Linked DNA regions of Zea mays: region 2 is linked to region 1. Evidence: chromatin contacts called from public Hi-C data. All regions are on one chromosome and are shown on one strand. The core of a region is the stretch at or near the end of the contact, and the rest is flanking DNA. Distances in the headings are between cores, read along the strand shown.

Region 1 (7,372 bases), core at 1,974-4,473:
CCGTTTTCTGCCAACTTAATTATTTTTACTCTGATTTTTTTGTACACCGTAGGTTCGTCTATGTGGCCAGGCCACATGCCCCAAGAACAGAAAAGGTTGTGAGCATAGGATTTCAACCTGGGTTTGATCCATACAAGGTAAATACTCGCACTTCTTTAGATTGCTATTTATTTTCATTGTTGAAACAACTAAGGGGGTGTTTGGTTTCTAGGGACTAATTTTTAGTCCCTCTATTTTATTCCATTTTAGTCCCTAAATTGCCAAATACGGAAACTAAAATAGAGTTTTAGTTTCCGTATTTGGCAATTTAGAGACTAAAATGGAATAAAATGGAGGGACTAAAAATTATTCACTAGAAACCAAACACCCCCTAAGCTATTCTATAGTTGTCTGGGCTTTCCTTTAGCTTGACAATGGTCCCCTTTTGTATTGTTTATGGAATCACAGATTGTAAGTGCATCTCAAGCTGGAGACATCCAGTTTCTTGATGTTAGAAGGGCAGCAGAACCCTACCTGACTATTGAGGCACACAGGGGTTCACTTACAGCATTAGTGGTTCATCGTTATGCCCCAGTTGTTGCTAGTGGCTCAGCCAAGCAAATGATTAAAGTGTTTAGTCTTGGTGGGGAGCAGTTGACGATAATTGGGTACCTGCCATCTTTTATGGGCCAAAGAATAGGCAGTGTAAATTGCCTTTCTTTTCACCCATACAAGTCACTCCTGGCTGCTGGTGCTGGTGACAATGCTCTGGTCTCTATCTATGCTGAGGAAAATTACAAGTAAGATGAGGCCTTATATCTCATGACAATGCAGCCACAGTGCAATCGGTAGGCCTTACATTTTTTCGGCCAAGTGATGCTCCACAGCATGGTTCAGCTTCAAGATCCAAGATGACGGTAAGCCTTGTCACGGAGATGTCGACGGTACCGTGGCTCTCGGTGCATATTGGCTGTTGGACGGCGTGTGCGGTTTGTAAGATACAGTCAAGATTCATTAGCCTCCTTGCAGAAGGTTTGTGAACCCTAACCTGATCCTGTCATTGAACTCGGAGGCTCCCCCCAGCCCACCCAAATAATTAGCCATACCTAGGCTATAACCAAAATGTAAATAGCCAGCGCATTCGGGTTGTACTTTGCCAGCATTCAAGTGTAAAAAGGTCTGAAGATGGTTGATGTGATAAACAGGGCTTGGTAGGGGCTGCTGCCTGGGCAAGTGGGGTTGTGCATATGGGCCCAGGTAGTAGAATGGTTGCAGAAGTCTGCCCACAGATGTTGAAGAGAAAAGTGTATTTGTCCAGCTAAAATATGGCGTTAGATGGGGGTAGTATTGGCCTGCATGAATGAATGAATGAATGTTGAGTCATTTGCATTGTAATTGTAACCCTTGGATAGATGACTGCCCGCTTGTATATATGAGTCGTGTTTGTACAGTTGTCTGCTTTCTGTCCCCAAGTTGTAATCCGTCCAATGATGTGTTTTATGCTGGTGCATTCCGGTAGAGATGAACCGGAGGTGCTGGAACATATAGGTGGTCTTGTGGTCTGTAACTGTAATGGATATGTGAATCTTAATATGAGTAATTGATTACCGCCGCGTCCTGGACATGGACAATACCTGCATGCAAATGATCAGTAGCTGATTTACGGCATACTGTATGCAGACATGCAGTAGCTGGTCTGGTGCATTATTTTACAGCGACGGTGTCTAGGGTGGTAAGGTATGCAATGGGCACATAAAGACATACTTATACCTACTAGAGAAAAAAATACTCTATACTCATACCCACTATTTATCATGGACATAAAATTAAGCTATAACTATACTCATCACGGATAGTCCCACTAACATTACAATAAACATGATTCAAGTAACATGATTCACTTGAATTGTAAAAGCAAGTATCAAATACAAAATGTTGAAGCCACTTACCTCATCAATATTGAAGGATATTAAAATAATATATTATTTTTATAAAAAAGTTGAAGCCACATACCTCATTAATATTGAAAAATATTGAAGGATGTTAAAATAATATATTACTTTTGTGCCCGCATGGTAAATCATGGAATCCAATGTAATTTTATCATAAGGTCAACAATATTTAATATTATCTGCAACACATACAAGCTCATGCATGAGAGAACAAGGTCTTTAATCCGAACTCACATGTTATATATTAGCAGGTTTCTCATCAGATAGCGGATATGGGACAAAAGAGAACATATCCATGCCCATAGGTAGCAAATTTCGTCATACCGGTGCTCTAATAGGGTTGTTCACCCATCGGGTATCGGGTTTTGGGAACCATTTGCACAATCTCTATGTGTGTCCTTGGTTGAGATGGCAACGAGGAATTCTCCGTCGGAGAATGGCTCCCCAAACCCGTCCCCACGGGGAGAATAATTACGCTTCCCTGTCCTGCGAACACTCATGGGGGAGCTTTTTCTCCCATTCTCGTCGCCGCAGGTCCCCGGTAGGAATTATAATATTTAGAGATAGATTTAAATTGATTATATCAAATTAATGCAAATTTAACAATCAAAATTTAAAATTACAAGGGACATCTACTTTAAGTTTACTTTGATATTTTATAATATATATTGAGTTTTTAGTATAATTTGAACAAGTAAATTGACTAATTTGGATAAAAAAAATTCGCGGTCGGGTACATGAGAACAGGGGATGGTTACCCATCGCCATCCTTGCGAACCCGACAGGATTGAATTTTCTCCATTTAGATCTCCGTGAGGATCAAATCATTCTCATACCCGTTCCCTAAGGGCTTGTTTGGTTCAAGTGTTGGGCAAGATTTAATTCCCTCCAATCCTTCTTAATTTATCTCTAACCGAATAAGCCTTAGGTCTAGTTTGGCAACTCTATTTTTCTAGAGATTCTCATTTTTCCAAGGAAAAATAAACTAATTTCTCTTGGAAAAATAAAAAACCCTTGAAAATATGGGGTTGCCAAAATAGAGGAATTTTCTTTGGGAAATCAAGGATCAGGTCCATATTGTCATCTCTAGTCCTTGCGAGAGGCCCTCACCGGCGGCGGCGAGTCACCGCCTTCTGAGGAAGAAGCCACTGTCAGGTGGGTCCACCAGTCGGTGGGACCCGCTTGGCATTCGGACAAAACGCTATAAGAAATGCTACAGACACAGGCGAGGGAGTAAGGATTCCCCAACCCCAACCCCAACCCCAACCCCCCAAGAAGCACCGCACAGAACCCTCTGCTCCTCTCACCCTCACGCTCCAAGGCGGCGGCGCCATGCACGGCGGAGGCGCGGCCTCGCCCGATGCCGCCATATGCATCTCCCCAGAAGCTGGGCCCATCGTCGGGGTCGCCCCCGCCGGGATCAGTAAGTTTGCGCCCCAACCGTTCCTCCCCCTCTCTCCAAACGCATCTCATTCTTTGCCGATTCGCGCAATTTCTGATACGATACTACTCCTACCAGTTGCTTATCTTTCCCTAGTGCAGCTTGTCAGTTCATCCTTCGTTAGCAGAGTGTCTGCAAATAGCTCGTTCCAAATTTCTCTTTGCTATGGTGCTGTTTCCTCATCCGTTCGTGTTTGATTTGGCACAGGGGTCGAAAACTGCTACGTGTTCAAGAGCCGGCTGCAGGAGTATGCTCAGAGGGTTGGCATTCCAACCCCGGAGTACCACACGCTGAAAGAAGGCCCATCTCATGAACCTGTCTTCAAGTCCACAGTGTTCGTTAATAATACCAAGTATGAGTCGCTGCCTGGGTTCTTCAGCCGGAAGGCTGCAGAACAGTCTGCCGCGGAAGTTGCGCTCATGGAGATAGCCATGTCCGCTCCGGTGACCGAAATTAGGAACATGCCAGCAGTTGTAAGTTACTCTTTTATGCACATCTAAAAAATTACTCTCTCTCTCTCTCTCTCTCTCTCTCTATTCAGATGCGTTGTCTAAAGATTCTAACTATATAAACTTTATCCTCCAGAAAGATATTTTTTGTTCTTTGAATTTTAAGGTGTATGCAAATGAGCGATGATCTAGAAAATCATAGCCTAAAGGGAAAAAAAGCAAGCTGCCTCATTCATAGTTATGGTGCTGCCTATAACATTGATGTTCTTTCTTTATTTCTTTTATTTTTATGGATGCGAGAGTGTCTGAAGTATTCTATACTAACTTGGCATTGCAAACATTCAATGAAATTTATTGCAAGTATGCTAATAGCACCTACCTCTTTTCAGTTAAGTAAATTTGTTTAACTGTGTTTGTCTAGCGGTACCTAAGTACTGTCGCGAAAATTTGTTTCTATGTTTCCTGGAATTTTCCCAATAATATTCTTTGGTCTTATCATTTATTTGTAATTATTAATGCTCTCAATCACAGCAATGTCCCCTCTAATTATTCTTTGGAGATAGTTATGAAAATGCTTGCAGACTTGTTCAGCTCAGTTTATGAACCATGAACTATGCATATCTCATAACATAGTGATTAAGTTACCACGAACCATTCATAGCTCAACTTATGAATTCGGATGATGAAATTAGCATATCATAGCATTGCAGGATGTCTTCTTGATTGACATGTTCCGTTGATACATCTTACTACGTGTTGCAGCAAGAAACTGGCCTGTGCAAGAATCTCCTTCAGGAGTATGCTCAGAAGATGAATTACGCCATTCCATCTTATATTTGCACTAAACAAGCTTCGGGTGTAGCTCCTTTCGTATGCAGTGTTGAGATTGGTGGCATCCTATACATTGGTGCTGCAGCTAGGACAAAGAAGGAGGCAGAGATAAAAGCTGCCCGAACTGCTCTTCTTGCAATCCAAAGTAATTTTCTTAGCATTCAATCCAAGAATATCTTTTGTGCAAACATTATCACTCCCTTTTAGCAAAGAAACTGGCCTAAATTTTGGGTCATAAATGGGCAATGTTTGTTGCAGGTCAATCAGAAGGTGGTGCAAATGGTGCCAAAAAGTACATTGTTGTTCCTGGGCAAAGGCCAGATAAGGAGACGAATAAAAATCCAACTGAAACCCCCATACCACTTAGAGTCAAGAAGCGTGGTTCCAGGAAGAAATGGAACAAGAGGAAATTCAGGAGGATGGCTGACCGAATTGTTGATGCTGGAAAGGATGCAGAGGGGCTTGGAACGCTTCTACATGATGACTATGAGGAAGCTAGAAGAATAGGATATGAGTTACCTACAGATACTGCTATGGTTCAATTTAACAAGGAAGTTGTAATGACACAACCTGGTGAAGGAGATAGGATAGTACAATTGGAGCCACCCAGAGATCCTGCAGAGGTCCAATATAACAAGGAAGCTAGAAGTGTTGAACAGGACCCACCCAGAGATCCTGCAGAGGTCCAACATAACAAGGAAGCTAGAAGTGTTGAACAGGACCCACCCAGAGATCCTGCAGAGGTCCAACATAACAAGGAAGCTAGAACTGTCGAACAGGACCCACCCAGCAACACAGAAGTGTGGAAGCCTGACAATAAGGCTACAACTACAGAGCAGGAGTCGGTGAGCGCTTTCATAGCATTGAGATCTAATGGGGATTCTACAGATGTGGAGGCGGCACCAGGCGATACCTTGATGATGCAGGGCCAGGAGTCGGAAGCCACAATGCAAGAAGCATCTCACGCTGGTGAACAGGCCCAGCCTAACTAGGAACCTGAAAGCAAAAAAAACTTCCTGAACAGGAAGACCGAAATGTAGGTCGAATGCATGCATTGCTGTAGGAGAATAAGTCCACTGGAGGTACATGAGCCTAAAATAATTTGTGGAGTGGTGGTTGACTCCAGTGGTAAGTGCCTTCCAGAGTGTACCGGCATGCCCAAAACTGAAATTTCCGGTTTAGATAGAATTGGGGGCGCGGAAGAGGGTGCCATGTGTGTGTTTGTGTGTGTTGCCTGTGGATGGAGGAATTGATGGGAGTATGTGAACTGATGTAGCTAGTCTATGTTTGTTACCATTGAGGGCTTGTTCGGTTAGCTCTCAATCCATGTGGATTGAGCGGGATTGGATGGGTTTGAATCCCAAACAGCTCAAACTTCTTCACAATTTTTTCCAATCCCATCCAATCCATGTGTATTGGGAATAACCGAACAAGCCCTGATGATGATTGTGTTTGGCCATGTTTTCACTGTCATATTGGTTGGCGACCGCTACTTGCATGCACAATGCATTCGAGGTAGCCGGTCCAAGCCTCCATTTGGTCACTGGATGATTGCTTAAATGATGTTTGAGTTCTCTTGTGTTAAATTATTAATGCACAAGGAAAATAAAAACAATTGCAAACTGGAGAACTCTTGATCTGCATGTGATTGAGGGAATTTGAAATGGACTCAATAAGCGCAAACAAGGATCGGATCGAAGGACTAAAATGAAGCTCATCCGGTTATCGGTTATGTGCCTGTTCCATTGCACCCGTAGTAGTCTAAACAATCGGCTTTAATTCGAATTGCACCCGTAGTAGTTTAAACAATCGGCTTTAATTCGAAACGAACATCTCATATATTTTGTGCCAGTGCCTGCACAAACCACCGGTGGAACCCTAGGCCAATCACTACAACTGTCCAACACCATCTTAGAGCCCGTTCGGTTGTACCGGAATAAGCCAGGATTCATTCTAGCTCATCAAAATCTATATAAATTAGAGAACCAATACAATTAGGAATTAATCCGGGGCTCCAATCCCAAACAACCGATCAGGGCCTTAAGCAACCTCCAATGCGCTAGGAAACAGAGTTCATCATACAGAAGCAAAGCAAGGGAATCGAGACTGGAGATACATCAGGAGAGATGCCTGAGGTAGTGTGAGACGGTGCGAGGGAGAGTCGGATGATGCTACTATTTTCAGTTAGCCCACTTTTCAATAAACGCCAAGTTCTGGTATTTCTTCACGAGAAATATTCACCTTTTCCCCGACCCTTCATAATTTATATCATGTTCATCATCTCACTCATCTTCAACGATCATATTGGGCATAATAATACAAGCTATCATGATTTTTCTAAGGGTCTCTTCATCACAAAATCGAGCTAGACCTTTAACGATAGCGAATCGAGATTGTAGAACTCCAAACGCTCATTCCACTTCCTTTCTACAAACTTCTTGTGCAGCAGTGAAGTATTTTTTTATTACCTTGTGGTTCAGGACAAAAGTGGTCCATGAGGGATATATGCCATTGGCAAGATAGTAACCCATGGTATAATTGTGGTTATTAGTTGTATAATTTACCTTTGGAGCTTAACCATCTGCTAGCCGTGCAAATAAAGGGGATCCAAAACATTGATGTTATTGTGGAAACCAGGCATCCTAAAGAAAGCATGCTAAATCTAAAGATATTTATCTGTAACAGCTTTAAGTATAATTGTAGGCTCACATGCATACCTG
Region 2 (7,372 bases), core at 2,950-5,449, 270 kb after region 1:
TGGAAAACAAATCAACCAAGAATCAAGACGAGTGAACACGGTGATTTGTTTTACCGAGGTTCGGTTCCAAAGAACCTAGTCCCCGTTGAGGAGGTCACAAAGATCGGGTCTTTTTCAACCCTTTCCCTCTCTCAAACGGTCACTTAGACCGAGTGAACCTTCTCCTTAATCAATCGGGTCACTAAACCCCGCAAGGACCACCACACACTTAGGTGTCTTTTGCTTTGATTACAAGTCACTTGAGAACAAGAATGAGAAAGAAGAAAGGTAATCCAAGAAACAAGAGCGCAAAAGAACACGAACACACTCTCGCAAGTCTATCGTTGGCGCAGATAGTCGTTGCTCCACTGGCTCACCGGACAGTCCGATGGCACACCGGACAGTCCGTGGCACACCGGACAGTCCGGTGAATTATAGCGGAGGGCGCCCTGGAATTCCCGAGAGTGGCTGGTTCAGAGTGTACGGTCTTGGTGCACCGGACACTATCCGGTGGCACACAAATAGTCTGGTGTGCCATTGTTCAGCACACTTAAGTCCTTTTGCTCCTTTAAAATTGTGTCCCTAACTTGAATCTTTTATTAGTTTATATTGAACCTTATGCACATGTAATACATGAATTCTAGACAAACTAGTTAGTCCATGTGTTTGTGTTGACTATCAACCACCAAAATTAATTATAGGAAAAGGTTAACCCTATTTCCCTTTCAGTTAGTTAGGTACAATCGTCAAAATTCGGGATGCTGCTCCCGGAATGTTTGATTCAGCTTTTTTAGGAATTTTTATGAGAATCTGATTGTAGAGAGAATGTAGTTGTGAAAAGAATTTGAGTATCGTGAAGATTACGTACGAAACAGATAAAAGAGTTCATAGAGTTTATGATGTAAAAAGTGACAGTTTTCTACTATCGCAATGACTCAGTCGATATTATTATCACATTGATTTTAGTTGGTTTCACATAAAGTGATTTTCATAGAAACGGACTAAAAACTGAGAGTTTGGAACGGAGTCTTATGGTTTCATGGTTTAGAGTCTCATAGCTGGGAGTTTGTTACCCTGTTTGCTACATTTAGCACAGAGTCTCATGGTTTGCTCGGCTTGGCACGGGCCCGTTAGGCCCGACAGATAATCGGGTCGTGCTCGACCGACCCGCGTGTCGCAGCCACGGCCCAGGCACGGCACGCCGGTCTGGTAGCTGTACCGGGCCGGCCCGTTAACTTACCCACGTTGTCCCATTAAATCAGAAAAAATAGCAAAAACTGTGCGCGAGTGAGATTTTGAACCCACAACCTTCCTCTATAAGGCTAAAAACGCTACATGAAGAAGACTAACAAGTAGAACTCTAGTGCATTTCTTGTAAATAGCAAATATAAAGCTAAATATATAATCGTGTCGGACCGGTACTACGGGCCGAGGTAGCGGCCCAAGCACGGCACGGCTCTCGTGCCGGGCCTGGCATGGCACTATTAAGGGTCGTGCTTTGGGCCGGCCCGTCAAGCACGATCCATTTGGTCATCTATAGTTTAGAGACTCTTAACTGTCAAGGAAAACCGAACCACCTAGATGAAATTAGCACTATTGGATCAGTCATGTACTGCAGTCACGTTCTTCACTTCTTATGTTGTCAGATGCTAATCTCACCCACAAATTTCAGTTACAGCAAGTGCAGTAGCAGTACATAGACGAGCAGGATGAAAAGCACTCACTGATTCATCAGCCAGGGATAAAGAAATGCTACTCCTGTCCATGTCGCATCATCCATTGCAACAGCCACACCAGAATGCGACAGGCCAATCAAATCCTACACCTCGCGTCCATCGGCCCATGCACGAACGAATCTAGCTACGTCTACGTGTACCGGCCATGAAAACGACGACCTCCGATGCCCTCCCCGCCCGAGTCCATCAATCCCGCTCGCCGCCGTCGTCTTCGTCCAGCGAGGTCGACCGCCTCCGCCAGCTCAGCACGCGGCCCACGCGCGGCAGCCTGATCACGGAGTTGGCCCGCGCCACCCCCTCCAGCGCTCTCCACACCGCCGTCGTCCCCTCCTCCGACACCGCCTGGCCGTTGCTCGTCAGAGCCCTGCGGAAGCTGCTGCCTGTGAAAGGCGCGGCCGGCCTCACGTCGTCGGGAACTGGGAGCAGGCCGCTGCTGCTCTCGACGGGAGCAGGTGAGGCCCGCCGGTTCAGGTACAGGCACACGACGGCGCAGTCGTCCACCATGGACGTCGGGTACTTGCGCCGCCACGCTCGGACCGCCCGGTCGATCAGCTGCCTCGCCGCCTTGGACGGGTCAGGCGCCGATGACACGAGCTTCACCACCTCCTTGTTCGACAGCACGTCCCAAATCTGCAACAGGTTTTGAATGGCGGTAATAAGGAAATCATATATATGAGAGCTGTCGTGAACTGTGTAAACAAGCCATCGTCAGCTAAAACTACCATGAGTTCATTACAGTAAACAGAAGACAGTGACACGCATGCATTGTTTTGGTTGACAGTTTCTTTCGTTGGGTCTAATCTGAAAGGGAACTATATGCTATATTATTCTGCACCCCAGATCACTCATTTGGAACAGAATTGCATGCGTGCGAGCATTTTTCTGATTAAGAAACGAAGGACAATGGATAGACTGAGAGTGACAGGAATCTAAAACTGCCAATCACATAAATGAATTTTCATTTTTTTTAAAAAAAATCAATAGATTAATTACCCCGTCAGTAGCAAGCACCAAGAACTCGTCTTTCTCGGACAGTTTCCTGCAGTAGACTTGAGGTTCGCAGATAAGGCCATGGCTCTTGAGGCAGAAGTCACCGAACGCCCTCGCCATGGCGAGGCCCGGCGCGTCCTGGTCCGGCAGCCACATCCGGGGCACGTCCGGCTCGTCGTCCATGGCGAACACTCTCCCCTTGCAGCTCAGAATCCTCGCGAGCTCACCTGTTGCAGGCCGGCGTGCAGGAACACGGTGCAAAAAATCTCAGTCAGGATCCGACAACGGGTGGAATGACAGAGCTCGGATGCTCACTTGGCAGATCCGGCTTCAGGTCAGTGGTGAGCTGGACAGGGATCAGACGGTCCTTGCTGTCCCGGGTGCAGAGGACGGCGCGTGAATCGCCCAGATTGGCAACGATCAAGTGATCGCCCTGTGCAGATGAGGGGACAAGCAGATGAAGGGACAAGTAGATCAATCGAGATCACCGAAACAAGACTAGTTTCCAGTTCAGAGTTAACCAGTGCCTACCTGCCTAACAGCAGCGACTGCAGTTGTGCCGCTACAGATGCAGTCGATTCCTGAAAGCCGCCTCAGCTCCTCGTCCACCTGCTCAAAAGCCCTCACGAACACGTTCTTCCAAGTGGACAGCAGCAGCTGCTGCTGCTGGCTCTCGTCGCTCGTAACGTCGCTGGACGAGCCGCTACCTCCTGACTTGTCGAAGGAATCCAAATCGGCGTTGCTCGAAGCATCTCCATTCTTGCCTGAGCCATCTTCTCCATTCTCGCCTGAGCCATCTTCGTCAGGTTTAGGCTTCGAAGCGTCGCTCGAGGCGGAGGGATCTTCGTCCCCGGTTCTCGGCTTCAGAGCGGCGGCTAGTTCCACCGGGAGGGTGTCGCGGACGTGGCGAGCGACTTCCCGGCCACGAGGGCCGTGGCCATCGAACACTCCGCAGAGGATGTGGCCTTTCTGGCCGGCGAAGTCCTGAAAGAAGCCAGTTTTGCTGAAAGAAATCAGTTTTTTTTTTAATTGTTCTCTTCCACTAGCATATCTCAGTCTCAGGTTGCGAGATTTCAGTTCTGAGCGGATATACAAGATGGATCCGGTGCACTTTTCTCAAGCTGTTGAGTTGCTAAGTTGCAACCTGCATTGCAATGCAAGCTACGACAACACCTTGAACAGCTTGCATATGGGCCATGTGCACAGATGCGAACTAGTAGGCAGAGGCTCTGCAACTAATGCAGGAAGAGAGAGAGAGAGTAGAGGGAGGGTGAGGCCATCACCTGGCAGACGGTCATGGCGTCCTGGTTGGCGCCCTTCCATCCCTGCTTGGTGTGCACGGAGACGCCGGCGCTGGCCCACAGGTGGCTGTGGAACAGGTCGTCGTGCATCCATGGGAAGCCCAGGCCCTCGTCGTCGTCGGGCTCCCCTGCCGCCGCCTTGGCCTTGCCGCAGCAGATCCCCATTGCTGCTTGTGCTTTGCTTTGCTCGCGCGTGAGCTCCCTCCGTCCTGTCCTCGAAGCGGTGGGCTGAATTTATGTTTGGTTCGTTGGTTGGTTCGTATCGTGGTGGGAGGCATTTAATGACAGGGCCGGTAGCGGTAGGGTAGGGCAGCATGCGTATGGCGACGGGCCATTCTTAAAATTCTAATATTGTATACATACGTAGATGGATGTGTTACCAAATTGTCATGAAGCTCCTCCTACTTATAGGACGGATGGAGAACTTGTGAGGAAGCAAGGAAAAGGGCTCGAGCAATGCAAGCAGCCCAGCCCTGCCCTGAGCCGCTGAGCGCAACGCAACGGCGAGCCATGGCGGAACGCAACCCGGCCGTGTACCGCAGATGCCCAGGGCAGGGCATTTACTCATGAGCATCAAGGGACAAGGGGTCACACGGACGGGACGGGAGCATCGACCAGCTACCCCGTGGTTGGCAACTTCCTTTGTGTGTGTGTGTCCGGCGCCAACGTGATGCCTGCGCCGCGCAGGCCGCCGCCCATGTCGCTTCCAACTCGCTCCTGCCAGCGGCTTCTTCAATGCTACTAGCTGGCTGTCCATGGGCCATGGCCATGGCCGCCAGCGGCTTCTTCAATGCTACTAGCTGCCTGTCCATGGGCCATGGCCATGGCCCTGTCTCTCTACCACCTGTCCATTGCAAGTTTGCAACGCTGCTAGCAGCCTCGCTCTCTCCTCTACCTGCCATTCATGTCTCTCCTCTACCTGCCATTCATGTCTCAGCCTACCTTTTTAGTTCAGACGATGTGCGTGCACTGTGCTTCGAGTTCCATGTCCAACACTGACTCACATCGAACTCGACTAAACTCCAGCAACTACAATGCAACCAGGAAAGCCACTTCATTCCTAGAAAGCAGAGACCATCAGTAGCCTTACAATTCTCTTCTTCAAACAGGGGTAGGTACACCTGCAATGCAAGCCACTTCATTCCAGCTGATCACAAACATGAATGCAACAACCAACAGATTAAAGCTAGATGTTTAGACTGCTGCAGCTGTAATTTATAGAGACAAAAATACTATAGAAACAGTAGAAGATAGTACGGATTAAAACTAAACGAACATAGGAAAAGGCATATCGTACTAAATTTCAAAACCATTTTCTCATCCCTTCCGTATCGACATCTTTACATGGTAGTATTCTATACAGCAACTTCCTGTCAAATGATCACCTCACCAAATAAATGTGGGACCTACTCATCTATACCAGTATACAACAACATCAAGACATACATACACTTGCGGATGACACAGGAATCACTTGCTTATACCAGTATACAACAACATCAAGACCTATGCTCAAACACAGGAATCACTTGCGCGGATGACATTGCCAGCCAACAACCCATCCATCCATAACGATGCATGCCATGATTTCCACGATAGCCACATGCTCGAGGGTCAACTCAATTCTCATCGTACAAGCACGTCTTGCGACTGTTGCTTCCATACATCACAAGGTTCCACCTCAACCTACAATGCCACACCAGTTATTAGACAGACACTGTTTTACTTTTGCAGCCTTGTAATAGCTCTGTAAGAACAAACCCACTCAATAGATTCAAGACAACTGTGCTATGCTCTTCTTTAAGCCTTTTTTTGAAGGGAAAAAAACACCATCCATAAGCAAAATCATGGGTTGTGTGTTTCAATCATAGACAATATACTGAAAGCACAGAAAAGAACACAGCATTGCATTTAGATCTGGCAGCACAAAACACAGCTGAATAGAACCAAGCTTTTCTGAAACAAATAGTGTGTAGCGTTTTCGAGTAGCAAATTAGGCAAGAACGAGTTGGCGAGCACAAGGGTCTAATGCTGTGTGTAAGGCAACCAGGGGAGCCGTAGAATACCTTGAATGGTTTATCAATCCATTGGAAAACACAGCCGCGTGCCTCAACATTTTTTATCATGTGAGGAAGCATCATGGATCTGAATGCTTCATGAAGCTTCACTTTCGTCAAACCACCACAAACCATAAGAGTAGCTGCCAAGCCATTAGGCGTTATACCCGCTACATGGACGATCGTCATGTTCTGCAGGCCGGATATGCAAGAAAGGGAAAGAAGCCCAATATCGGTGACTGAACAGTATGACAAGTTTATCTGTAATGAGACATACATGGTATCAGCACAGTTGCAGAACACACATTGTACCACGAGATTCCTGTTACAGTTACAGAAGAGAAGGGCAATACCTGACGGAGGCTATGAGAGAACTGGGAAAGGTAAAGCATTCCAGCATCATTAATCCCAAAGCATTTCTTAATATCAAGCTTGGAAAGCAGCCTGCACCCCATCGCTGTTTCTGAGAGCCCGATGGATGAAACCCTGGGGCAGCCACGAATCTCCAGAGTATTCAGCTTTGAGCATTTTGATAGTGAAATCAGTGAGCGGTCTGTTATTTCTGTGCAGTATGATAGGTTGATAGACTCTAGCATCGGACAACTCTGCGCAATTTGAATAATTCCATCATCGCTAAGGCCTCCACACCTGAAACGGAAAATATAAGTTAGTTTACTGACAAAGATCAACCAAACAAAGAGAACAACAAGGCATGTCTAGTAATGACCTGTACAAATCAATCTCGCGGAGTTTTGGGCAAGACCTTCCGATGTGGGTAAGACCTTCATCACTTATCTTCAAGCAAATACCAATTTTTAGACTCGAAAGTTCGCTGCATCTGGCAAGAGCTTTCAATCCTGCACAGAAAATATTCAGAGTCGGCTTTAGGTCCATCCAGGGAAGAATAATTCAGTAGCCAGTTCAGTAAGTACCTTCGTCATCCAAATCACTGTCAGTAAGGTCCAACTCTTCCAAGCGAGAACAGTGCTTCCCGATCAGTTGGAGTGCTCCACTGGAAACACGGCTACAAGACTCCATCCTCATAGAGATGAGAGAAGAGCATGAACTAGTTATGGCCGCTAGTGAAACATCAGTGATATTGCGACAACAAGTAATGTCCAGCTTCAGCAGGTTCTTTAGCCTTGACACAGCAAAAGAGAGTTCTGTGTCGGTCACTCCAGATGACTTGCTCAGACTTAGTTCCCTTAAAGAAGCACAAGAGGTTCCAATGGCTTTTAGTCCATCGGCCATGAATTTGGAGCCTTCCAGCTTCAGGGTCTGAAGTTTAGCAAGCTTCTGGAAGCTTCTC

The links. A called contact is a pair of places that touch in the nucleus more often than the background predicts.
Region 2: a contact with region 1 is called in a Hi-C map of ear, with 4 times the contacts expected there. The contact joins the promoter of LOC100273364 here to the promoter of LOC100284085 in region 1. A contact is called at or near these places in 4 of 25 Hi-C or Micro-C datasets (ear, endosperm, tassel and 1 more).

Annotation. Positions count from the first base shown.
Region 1 is chr2:156,672,589-156,679,960 of Zm-B73-REFERENCE-NAM-5.0, forward strand. It overlaps LOC100284085, which reads left to right and starts at 3,224. Exons shown (of 4, transcript NM_001156983.2): 1 at 3,224-3,354; 2 at 3,580-3,845; 3 at 4,584-4,797; 4 at 4,911-5,923. The coding sequence starts at 3,264. The coding sequence ends at 5,644. LOC100193091 reads left to right here. Exons shown (of 23, transcript NM_001358633.1): 22 at 53-137; 23 at 448-1,446. The coding sequence ends at 783.
Region 2 is chr2:156,946,450-156,953,821 of Zm-B73-REFERENCE-NAM-5.0, forward strand. LOC100273364 (putative protein phosphatase 2C family protein) reads right to left here and starts at 4,200. Exons shown (of 5, transcript NM_001147803.1): 1 at 3,989-4,200; 2 at 3,237-3,689; 3 at 3,021-3,138; 4 at 2,709-2,932; 5 at 1,691-2,345. The coding sequence starts at 4,171. The coding sequence ends at 1,902. It overlaps LOC103647160 (F-box/LRR-repeat protein 3), which reads right to left. Exons shown (of 8, transcript XM_008671722.4): 4 at 6,996-7,372; 5 at 6,791-6,920; 6 at 6,417-6,711; 7 at 6,073-6,324; 8 at 5,284-5,692. The coding sequence ends at 5,633.